2 separate regions of the Gasterosteus aculeatus genome follow, and region 2 is linked to region 1. The links are chromatin contacts, called in public Hi-C maps. All regions are on one chromosome and are shown on one strand. Each heading gives the region's core, a stretch centred on a gene start, on an enhancer-like site or on the middle of the called end of the contact. The rest is flanking DNA. Distances are from core to core; before and after follow the strand shown.

The links. Hi-C and Micro-C count contacts between places; a contact is called where the count stands out from the background.
Region 2: a Hi-C map of tail fin shows a contact between it and region 1, with 5 times the contacts expected there. The contact joins the enhancer-like site here to the promoter of LOC120816874 in region 1. A contact is called at or near these places in 4 of 6 Hi-C or Micro-C datasets (blood and trunk muscle, skeletal muscle, tail fin and 1 more).

What each region holds. Positions count from the first base shown.
Region 1 is chr4:34,853,463-34,859,530 of fGasAcu3.hap1.1, reverse strand. It overlaps LOC120816874 (plexin-B2), which reads right to left and starts at 4,813. Exons shown (of 41, transcript XM_078100733.1): 1 at 4,392-4,813.
Region 2 is chr4:34,884,982-34,890,676 of fGasAcu3.hap1.1, reverse strand. The region is part of intron 1 of LOC120816874 (plexin-B2); the gene reads right to left. Among protein-coding and RNA genes, the nearest start is that of LOC120816874, 33 kb to the right of the region's middle. Within about 2 kb of position 3,071, at least 9 of the 9 cell types and tissues checked have open chromatin away from gene starts, as enhancers often do.

The DNA of each region.
Region 1 (6,068 bases), core at 3,564-6,063:
AGGCTGGACGTTAACGGAAAGCGATCACGTGATCCCAAAACACCCACGTGCCTGTAAATTAACCTTGAGAGAACGTTCTCTCTCTGCACGTTCCTTCACACGTGAAATGAACGCGTTGATTGCTGCTTTAATCAGCCGGTTGATTACAGACACCAAGTGTTGATTGTGCGACGAGGAAAAACGAGGAAAAACGAGACGCACTTCTACTCGACAGAAGGAAAGAACTCCCGTGGAGTGTTTGTGTCCATTTAATGCTAACAAAGGAAACACGATTCAAAGAGGGAGGAATGAGAGAGACGGGTGGGAGGGGGGAGGCGGGCCGAGACCCCCGTCCCTTAAAAAGTCTCCGTTTGTTCTTAACAACATTTTTCCGCATTTAGGGGGATTTGTTCTCATTTCAAATAAACTTGTTGGGTTTGTTTTATTCCGTTTGGTGACGTTCTGAGGCAGATTGGAATAGAATGATCCGATCCATTGAAATGTCCCACAATGCAACTCAAACACACAGTTCATTAAACACTTCTTTCCCCCTGAACGCACACTTTGTGCGTTCCGTCTGAAGAGACGAGCGGGACACACAGCGGTCCTCGCAACGCACCCTGAGGACTCCAGGAGCAACATGTGACCCGCGAGTAAAACTGAGACCCAAAGACAGAACAGCAGCAGCGGAAGTGGAGGACGGATGAGTCACAGGATTACGAGGAAAAGGTGGAGGCGACAACGGCGAATTCAACAGGAACGAAACCGCAGCAGTGGAATTTCAAAATAGGGGACGGACAGATTTCAGGGGAATCGCGAGGACGTGCAGCTCAAGAGGGGAAGAGAAAGTAAAGAGTGGATGTCAGGCGGCTTCATCCCCTTATCGCTGTTCACGGACACACACACACACACACACACACAGCAAACACAACCTTCGGACCCACACAGGAGACAAACGCCCTCACATGTGAATCAACAAAGAACTGACCTGAAACTTCAAATTAAAACCACAGAATCAACGTGTATAGTTATTAAATCATATCAAACGATAACGGAAGCCTTCGGGGGGGGGGGGGGGGTCACCTGTTAGGTCACCTAACGTGACTTTTAATACCTTTAAAATCTTGCTGGTGGTGCGTTTCGGGTGCTAAAGTGCATATCGGACAACAGAGCTCTCTCCTGCGGCTGCAGCGCGCTGTAAGTCAATGGTTCTTTGGCCCAGACAGGCGGCGTGGTCCTTTCCGCGCGGCGCACCTCTCGCTCCCACGAGGGACGGACCCCCGGCCGGCCCACGCGCTGACGGAGGCGACCGCACCAGCTGATTAAAGGCATTGTGAACCTAATCATCGGGCCATTGTGCGTCTCTCACCCGCGTCCCTTTCTCTCTTTTTGTCTCCACGTCTCTTTTCATGTTTTCTGTTCTCCGTTACGAGGCGCCGTCCTTGTAACGACGCCGCTCGTCTCTGACTGACGTGACCCTGAATTAACGGAGAGAGGCGAGACGCACAACGTCCCCCCTCCACCCGGAGTCATTAGAAAAGCCTCAGTTGCTTAATTAGGACAACGTGTTGTTCTTTTTTTTTATTTACTAAGTTAATTTAACTCAAACTATTTACTGAGATTTGGACTCTACTTGTTCCAGACTGAGGGAACTTAGATGAAATCAGCTGAAACCCACAGCAGGAGATGAGGGACTGCGTCATCGTCTCAGAGACTCGTTATCCAACTCCCATCATGCATTGCTCATGTGGGAGATGTAAAGTGAGATTTGAGGGCCGAGGGTCAGATGAAGCTCAAGACATTCACTCGTCCAGCGACGATGCATTCAGGCACAAAGAAAAAGAGAGAGAGAGCTCCCCTTCAGACCCCCCCCCCCCCTCCTCCCCCGTCTCACATCCAGAGTCTGTCTCACCCGCCAATCACCACCCAGAACTTTAAAAGTCGTGCAGCCTTGCAGAGCAGCGTCGTCATGGAAACCAAACAGGCCGTCTCACTGAAATAGAAATTGCTGCTTACGCCGACTTCACCACGAACAAGAACTTCAGACTAAATGCAACTTAAAATAGAGCAGCAGAGAGTGAGAGGAACACTAACGAGGGAAACGCACACACACACAAAGAAGTTTTCCACTTGACTTTTACACCTACAGACGGGTAGCTTCATCACGCGGACCGGAGACAAACGAGTGAGAGAAGACTCGGCTCCCGTTTCCTCCCGTTTCCTCCCGTCCTCCAGAGGACGGCTCTGCATCAACGTCCCTCTAAACCGGCCTACAAGTTAAACGTTAAAGCATCAAATCATCTCGTTATCGTTTCCTTATGCGGAAAAAAATGTCTTTGCGACTCCGCCCACGTTGACCTTTGACCTCCAGCGACGTCTCGCTGTGTTCAACCACTGGAATGGAGGAGAGCGCTAAGGAGCGATACACAGCACATCTGCTTCACGGAGGACACGTTGTGGCAGATTAGCAGACCCAAAATATACAGACGTGATCTGAATAAGGAACCGAGTTAACGGTTTTATATTAAGCGTTCTACACGTTTATCCGCAATACACGCGAATCTGTAATCTAATGTTAAACAGCCTGAATGAATTGATTTATTTGAAGGTTAAATGTTATAAATATAATATCAATGGTAACATAAATATAAAAGTGAACAATAATAATCTTTTATTATTCATATGAAAGTTAATATTGATAATTATATTCATATACAAATAATTTTAATTAAATCATTTCAGAATTAAACAAAGGAAAATGAAGTACGATGAAATAAGTAAATCATCTATTGAGTGTGTATTTATTAAACACACACTCTCAGACGTTTCACCACCACCGTCCATTACTTTCTGCTATTTGCCTCCTCAGTTCGCTGCCTGCAGGCTTTACTTTGCAGCCTCGGGGAGAGCAACAACAACAACAACAACACAACAACAACACGACCCCCCCTGGTGCGCGAGTCCGGCCGCCTGCATTCCGGTCCAACAGGTCTCCTGCTTGAACAGCAAACATTCTTGTGTTTATCTTTTCTCATGCGTTGACTCCCTTTAACGGGATGAACGTCCTTTCATCCAATCAGGACTTGAAGGGGCAACTTCCTTGGTATTAAACGTGTTTGTGTACTATTCGCTTATCACGGAGCCGTTTCGCTCGGGAGGATCAAGCGAACGGCAACGAGTGACCCGGTGAGCAGAGCCGTTGCCGTCTTTATGCTAAGCTAGGGTAAAGTCCACTCCAACAGACAACAGATAAGGGGCGATAGAGACGCGTCCGGCTGCACTGTGCAGAAATACTTTAAGCTGCCGACTGGATGGCGAACGTCTCACCGACGTATGATCACGTGTGCTGATCGCGCTGCCTTGGATCCCTTGAGCAGAACGCAAAGACCGGCGGCGTCGTCCCCATGAAAAAGAGCTTTGTGCTTTTATACACAATCGTTTTCAGCCACTTTTGATGGATTTCTTCCTCGGGTTCTCGTTCCATCGTGAATGTTTACCTGAATGGATGCGACCCCCCAGATCCGGACGAAGGGGCAGTAAATTCACACTCGGCGGCCTTCTGAGCGTGAGGTCACAGGCCTTTAGTGCGTGGAGGCCACGGCCGTTCGTTCGCCGACACCACGGCAGTTACCTCCCCATCACATACGGCGACGCGTGGAGGAAGATGGCCGCCGTGCTTACAGGAGACATGAGACGCTAACGAGGTCAATGCGCTTTAAAGACCTTTGGAACCAGATATTTCTTGGTCAATGAAACATCTGCAGCACGTGCAGCACATTAGTGAGCACGCAGGTTTTGAAAAGATTACGGATTCGACGTGGAGAATCAGTGGAGGTTAAGGGTCTTTGCACAGGTGTTTTAAATGGCAGCGTGTGACGTAAGCACCGGAAGGAAGTGGTGAGGAATGCGTCGCTGGAGCCGCTCGGCGGGATCAGCTCCAGATGTTGCGCATCGGTCCTCCCTCACGCCAGACTCCGTCCAAAAATCCGGTCATTTAAAATGAGCTCCGCTGTCAACGAAGACTGGACCTCCGGGACCATTTTAAACTCGTGTGAAGAAAAAAAAAACACATTCAAACGCCATTTTTTTTTTTTTAAGTTATGTCACTGAGCGTGGAGAAGCCCCGCCCCCTCGCTAATAACGACGTCTCGCTCGTTACGTCGATCGCGTCTTAATCGACGACACGAGTGTCTTCTCCGAACGGCGCGCACGCGACGACGCTTTTCACCGTGAAAACAGCCGCTCGGGTCACGTGGTGGTTTTCCCCCGTTGGCCATCAAGCGGTTAATTATTAAAGCCGAAGTTCTGTGAGCGGAGTTCGGTGTGACGTTTGCGGGAATATGGGACGAAGGTAAAGCGAAATCAAAGTGATGCTGTCCCGGGCGGGGGGGGGCACAGAAAACACTTCTTACCTCCGGGTGCGCCGATGCTTTCCCTCTTGCCGAGTTTTTCTGTCTGTATTTCCCCCAAAATGTACAAAAAGTTGGGAAATAAAAAGTGTGTCAACGGTCCTTCACGAAAAAGCAAATAGTTCCCGAACGTAACATCCCGGCGTGAACGCGCCGCTCCGGCAGCCCCAAGTTTTCACTCCGGCAAATATCCCCCCCTCCTCCAAAAAAAGAAAGAACTAGTAGGCGAGCTTCTTCCTGCGTGCTTCCCCACGCCCAGAAAAACCCGCTTCGCTACCTGTCCGCCTCAGGTGTGACAGATCACACGCGCACGCGCCCGGCAGTTTGTAGGCGACGCGGGAGCGCGCTTTCTGCGGACAGGAGAGTATCGGGATGAGGCGGTTTCCCCTGTTCCTCCTCCCGGCACCAAATCCCCAAATGCCGGTAGGTTCACACCAGGAGTCAAGCTGCCGGGAGGCGCGCGCGCGAACACCGGAAGTTTGATCCGGGTGCACTTCAGAGTAAAAGGGTGAATGAGACAGGGAGGTAGATGAGACACGATGAACCCTCGATGCTTTGTGTGTTTGGGGCATGAACTGAAAACTCATGCTTCGGATAAAACATCAGCGCAATGCGTTTTAATTCAACTGCATATAATGTTATGTGAAACGAGCATACAAAGCTGGAATTTTAAAATAAGCATTATCAGAAGGAAGGAACAAATGAGTCTGGAAGTGATCTAAAGTAAAAAGGTGATCTGAGTGTTTGCAGCCTGAAGCTCTGTGAGTCTCCGGGTGAATGTGGAGACAGAGTGTGGAGACAGAATGTGGAGACAAACCCTGGAAGAGAGCTTCAGACGAACCGTGCTCTTCTCTACATCTGTACAGTTGTTTTGAGCGACAAAAAAACCCACAGGTCCAACTTGCACAAATGATGGGACGTTCAGTTTTTTCATTCATCCATATTATTATGTTTTTAAACCAAAAGCTAAAAATAATCCCACACACACCAATTGTAAATGTATCTTTGTATATATTCACTCTAAACAATTATAGAGTGAATACACTTTTATACGTTAAGATATTAACCAAATTATTTAGTAAATTATTGTTTATTATGTAAATATCTAGATAATACTGTGATAGAAGACCAATTTGAGCAGTGAAGACGTACTGACTGGAACATCAATAACTTTATTTAAACACACAAAGCAACGCAACATAGAAAAAGATAAAAACTGCTGATAAAGTTTTTAGACTGAAGAAGGATTGATGCAAACGTTGCATGTTTTTTTTATATAGAATGGTACGTTAACGGGACCAAAGGTTTCTTTAGGCTTTCTTTAACTAACACTGCAGGCTGTCCCAAAAGGGATTTTATTTTGAAAAACCGCATCAGGAAGCCCCCCTCCATGCTTTTTCTTCCTTGATGGAAGCAGTTAAACACGGGTTTAATCCAAAGGCCATTAAAGAGACTAACTACCCCTTTCAAAGCAAAGGGGCAACACAATCAAATGCTTTTCACATTTTCAATAAAAACAGTAATCAACAACCGAAGACTGCATCTAAATACCAAACACGCTGAAAACAACTTTCCTCTGACAGATGTTGTTTGTGCTTGAACTTAATCAATCCTTCAGTTCTAAACAGATTATGGAACGCTTCATCTGCATCCACAATAATCTGTTTAGACTCCTCGGGG
Region 2 (5,695 bases), core at 1,822-4,321, 33 kb before region 1:
TAGAAAGCGTGAGCCGCACACGGCGGCCTTTCTGCTGGCCTCTGCTGGTCCCACCACGGCTGAATGTTTGTGTCCATCTGGGGTTTTAATCCAGAACCACCTGACCGGAGAACGCATGCGGAGACGAGACGTCGCTTTTCACCGTCTCCACATTCTCGTTCTGATTTTTTTAGGATTGTCCTGCCAGATTTTGCAGGGGAAACATTTGTCTTTCTGCGTGTAAAAGTCTCTTTAATCTCAGACAGACGTGAACTTATGCTCTCCAGGGGAATCGCTGTCATTCAACACTACCGCCTCCGTCCACAGGGGGCGCCAGAGTCCACACTAAAGGAACGCTCCCTGTGGCAGCTTTAACAATAAAGAGTCAGAAATAAATCATTATGTCACTTGCGTGTGATGTGGGTTTCTAAACAAATATCTAAACATCCGTCTTGTCCATCGTGTTAGAGGACGTTACGCACCAACCGCCAAGTCAGATTCCTTGTATGTCTGACATGTTGTGGTGATAAATGTGCCTCATGTGTTTATTTAAAACCCTTTTCCAGATTGGCCGGATTGAAAAGACTCCAGACTGGTTTATAACTGATAAACAGTTTTAATAAAATTGTTTGAGCCACATTTATAAACAGAATCACTTCGACTTCTCACTTTAAACTCCAGCGTGCAGCGCGGCGTGAAGCAGATGTTCCGTCCACTCACTGCACAGCTGGGGGCGGAGGAGAGGTAGTAGAGCGTCGTGGTGGAGCTGCTCCACCTTCTCAGACACACACACACCTAATAAATTCCGTCACATCAGTAGGTGGGGATTTGAAATCTCTGCATGTTGGCCTTGTTTTTGTTGTCACGTCAATCATTCGAAAACCCTTTGAATTCAATTCAAAGTGCGTTTGCATTATTTATCGGCGTGTGAATGTCGTCCTCCGCCTTGTTCTAAAGCTGCTTTATGAATAAAACTTTAGCATCGTGGAGAAGAGGATAAAGTCTGGCGGTCAAGAGCGACGGTCCACGTTGCCGTTCCAACAATTTTCATCAGCGAAGACGTTGATTTCAGTTCATTATTCCATAACGCAGGAATACAAATTTTTTAAAATAAAAATAAAGCCAAGCTGTGTTCCAAATCAGACCTTTTTCTTAGTGCAGTGTTTCATGGTCTGTTTGACTAGATGATCATCAATTGTGTTAAAGAAGAGTTGGGTTTACAATGTTTCCTGAGGGAATAAATCAAGTCATTTCCTCATAGACGTCTATGGGAGCAGAGGAGTCGCCCCCTGCTGGTCACTACAGAGAAGTAGAGTCATTTCCTCATAGACGTCTATGGGAGCAGAGGAGTCGCCCCCTGCTGGTCACTACAGAGAAGTAGAGTCATTTCCTCATAGACGTCTATGGGAGCAGAGGAGTCGCCCCCTGCTGGTCACTACAGAGAAGTAGAGTCATTTCCTCATAGACGTCTATGGGAGCAGAGGAGTCGCCCCCTGCTGGTCACTACAGAGAAGTAGAGTCATTTCCTCATAGACGTCTATGGGAGCAGAGGAGTCGCCCCCTGCTGGTCACTACAGAGAAGTAGAGTCATTTCCTCATAGACGTCTATGGGAGCAGAGGAGTCGCCCCCTGCTGGTCACTACAGAGAAGTAGAGTCATTTCCTCATAGACGTCTATGGGAGCAGAGGAGTCGCCCCCTGCTGGTCACTACACAGAACGCAGCTTTAACTCATGAAGCTCTGACTTCACGCTTTAGAACTGGAAGGTTCCACCTGCATGGAACTTTAGTCTTCCAACTATTGCAGCTTCGACCCGCTCGCTCTGTATCTGCTGCGCTAAGGATTGTGGGTAGGAATGGCCAAACCTGCGAAGCGCTTAATCGCACTCTTTGTCGAGTCATCCCATCGCTCAACAAACGGGGGATCCGTGTGACGGCGGCGTCCACGCCGAGACGAAGGGAAGCGGCGAGGAGACGCTCCGTTTGATCTCCCAAACCGTTCATAACGAAGAGCGGCGTCTCGCTCACACACAGTGAGGCGCCAACAAAGAGGTAGAACAGATCGCACATCAATGTGTATTCATGAGCCGCCGGGAGATAAAAGGGAGAAAATGAAGAGTCAGAGATTCGGGCAGGGAAGAGGTGCATTCTGGGACGGGGGGGAAACTAAGCCCTAGAGAAAACTAGCCGGGAAAGACACACAGGACGGGACTCGTTAGACTCCCGAGTAGGACGCGGCTTTCAGCCTCCATTTTCATATCCTCTGCTTCTTATTTGCAAACGATCAAACTTGCTTTTATTTTATTATATTTGAGCATCGGAGAGAAGCAGGAGGAGAAAACCTCCGGACCCCGCGGCAGTAAAACGGGACACTACCGCTTCAGCCCACAGGGGGCGACACAAGCAACGCTAAATTAAACCTCTAATAAAACAATACGTCAATTAATGATTACATACTTCATACTACACCCGCATTAGAAAACGTTCAGCTGGTTTCCATCTTATTAATAACTCCCTTCACCCAGTTTCCTGATACGACACCAAAAATAATACAGGTGTGATAACGTACACGCGCACACACACGCACACAGACACACACACACACACACACACACCTTTGTACTGAGGGAAAGCAGCCAGGCTTTGATATCCACAAAATAGAACGAGTGAGTTGTTTGTTAAAACTATTTGGGTCAATGGGGAGTTCGCTGAGCAACAATGCAGGAACCGAAGGTACACAAAGACACGATGCGCGCACACACACGTGCACGATCAGCTGAAGCATGCACAAACCCAACACGCACGCACAATAAGTGTGTCTGACCCAGTTCATTATATGAGGGTGTTAGCAGGAAATCCGCACCAACATGCAGTGTGAATTTAGAGGGTATTACCAGCTAAATGGTACGATGCCACCATCCATGTGTGTGTGTGTGTGTGTGTGTGTGTGTGTGTTTCACATTTGACAAAATGAGCCTCTGAGCGGAGAACAAGCAAACAAAAAGCTGGAGGTTGTGTAACAGTGTGCGTGTTGTCTGTGCGTGTAAAGCAGCAGTAGAAGTTGTTGTGGTATCAGCCGGTGACAGCCAGCTGCTGCAGAGCGATAAAGAGACCTTTGGTTTCCACGTCTCTCTCTCTCAGCCCTGAGGACCAGCGTGTGTGTGTGTGTGTGTGTGTGTGTGTGTGTGTGTGTGTGTGTGTGTGTGTGTGTGTGTGCGTAAGCTGCATAAATAGCTCGAAGGAAACAAATACAGCGACGCTGAACAACAGCCAGAGCATTCATCGACAGACACACACACACACTCGTTGACTGAAACTGTGTCCCTTCCTGATGAAATTAATAATCACTGAAATGTTTTGTACGTTTTCGGCCCAAAGGCAAGTTTTATTAATTACTACGAATAAATAAAAAAGAAAAGCTAAAGTTAATTCTCATTTTTTGTTTTTTCCACCACAAAGTACAAACTTCCACCGGTGACAATCATGCTGCCCTTTCAAAATAAAGTACCGTCTTCAGAGGAAGCGACGTTGTGAGGTTCAGGAAGGTGGAGCCAGGTGAGTCAGGAGCCGCTCTGAGGAGGCGGGACTTAAAGGGAAGCCCCCCCAGCCATTAGTCGGGTCCCGGTGAGTCTGTGTGTGTGTCATCAAGAGCGTTCTATCTGACGAGGCAGGTAGCGACGTTTAGCTGAGCTGTCCTACAGTATGAGGCGCTGATTACACCACTGTGGGAACGAGACACAGAACAGCAGAAGAAGACGAGAGGACGTTTTGTGCGTCACAGGGGAGACGAGGTCGTCCTGAGTATCAAAGTACATTTAGAAAGTATGCAAGTAGTTTCTCTTTTCAGTAAACGTTTACTTCATATTTGAAGGCGGTAGTTCCAAACAGTGGTAGTGAGTCCTTCCACACACACACACACACACACACACACACACACACACACACACACACACACACACACACACACACACAGACTAGAAGCTGCCTCTGTCTGGTTATGTTTAACCAGCGCCTTTAAACTCACTGTGTGTGTGTGTCTGTTGAAAGTGACATCAGCTTCTTAATTGTGTTTCTTTTCCTTCTTTGGACCAAAATTCCCCAAAAACAAACACTGAATAAATCAGCAAATTGTTCTCTGGATGAACCAAAAATACAGAATTCTTTGCTGGTTGAGCCGCCTGAATTATTTAAAGTTCTTCCTCAGTGGTTTATTCCTGACATCTGAAGCGCTTTCCATTCACTCATTGGGTCCTTTGTCTAAATAAAATATATTGATATATATATATATATATATATATTATATGAAAAAATAAATACAATGCAAAAGAATTCTGGTGAAATAAGTAGAAATGAACCCACGAGGACAGTTCATCGTCAAGCGTCCTCAGGATGTCCACCAGCATCCACACGGACAAAGTCGCTCTTTTTGCTCCACTTTTGGTCTCCACCGACTCTTGAAGGGGAAATGTACGCTCATCATGGGAGTTAAAGGTTTAAAACTATGATATGTGATGATGTGTGACAAATGTTTTAATATAAAGCTTCTCCTTCGTTTCCCCGCCAACAGCTGGATATTAATATACGTCGTGTTCGTCCCGCTCAATATGGACGTTTCACAGGACAGAACTCATTCCTCACCCCCCCCCGGCTCTGCAAACTCTGAACATAAATTATGTCACATGTGTGTTTGTTTAAAATTAAAAATGTAATCTTCTACTTTGAAGTGAAGATATTAGACCATAAAATGTACCTTTTGTTTTTAAAAAACTGGTATTTGGATATAAAAATGTCAATCAATCAAAAATGTCAATCAATTGTAAACCCAGTTACACCAATTAAATCAGATTTTTTAGCCTAACTTTATAAACCTGAACATTTCAATGTTTTTTAAATATAAATTTGGAAAATCCCAAACAAACGTCCATTTGTTGTCCTTGTTTTCTTCCTCTGTGCTCAGCTTCCTTTATGCATTTATTTATGGTTCCACTCCTTTAAGCTTCGCAGCTCCTCCACCCTCTTATCTTGCTGATGGAGTAAGCACAGCTCCTCCACCCGACCGCAGAAACACTTCTACGACCTGGAAGAACCAGAAGAACCAGAAGAGCTTCTTTGTATCAACGTTTTCCGGAAGCACCAAGCTTCTTCTTGCGTGTTCTTTACATTATTTGTGTGCCATTAAATCCTTAAATTCTCTTAAAAAAAGTGTTCTTGAATAAAAATGTATCTAGTTTTACTTTAAAATGAAGGGTTCGATCTTTAATGATAGTATCATTTGTGTTACTCCTTTGTCTTCTTAAATAAAATGTGGGGGATTTCCACTCGCGCTGCGTCCTGATCTGTTGTGTTATTCAGCGCTTGTGCCTCCACGTGAATAATAGGAGCAAAATAAACAGCAGGTACTTTAACTCCTGAGGAATAAATGTAAAGTTTACAGAAGAAAATAAACTTTGCTTCACGAGGCGACACCCGCCGTATAAAATCTATAACATGTAGCCGCTTTGGGCTTTGAATAAGGCTGGTGTGTATTGACTGTGTGTGTGTGTGTGTGTGTGTGTGTGTGTGTGTAAGCCGCTGGGAAAACGAACTGGTCATTTTCTCAGGCCTCTATCTGATCTATGAGTGGAGGAACAGAACACACACACACACTTTATGACGTCTGTAAAACCCGTCATTATCCTCTAAATTCCTCCTTTCCAACGGCCCTTGAACACATCACGC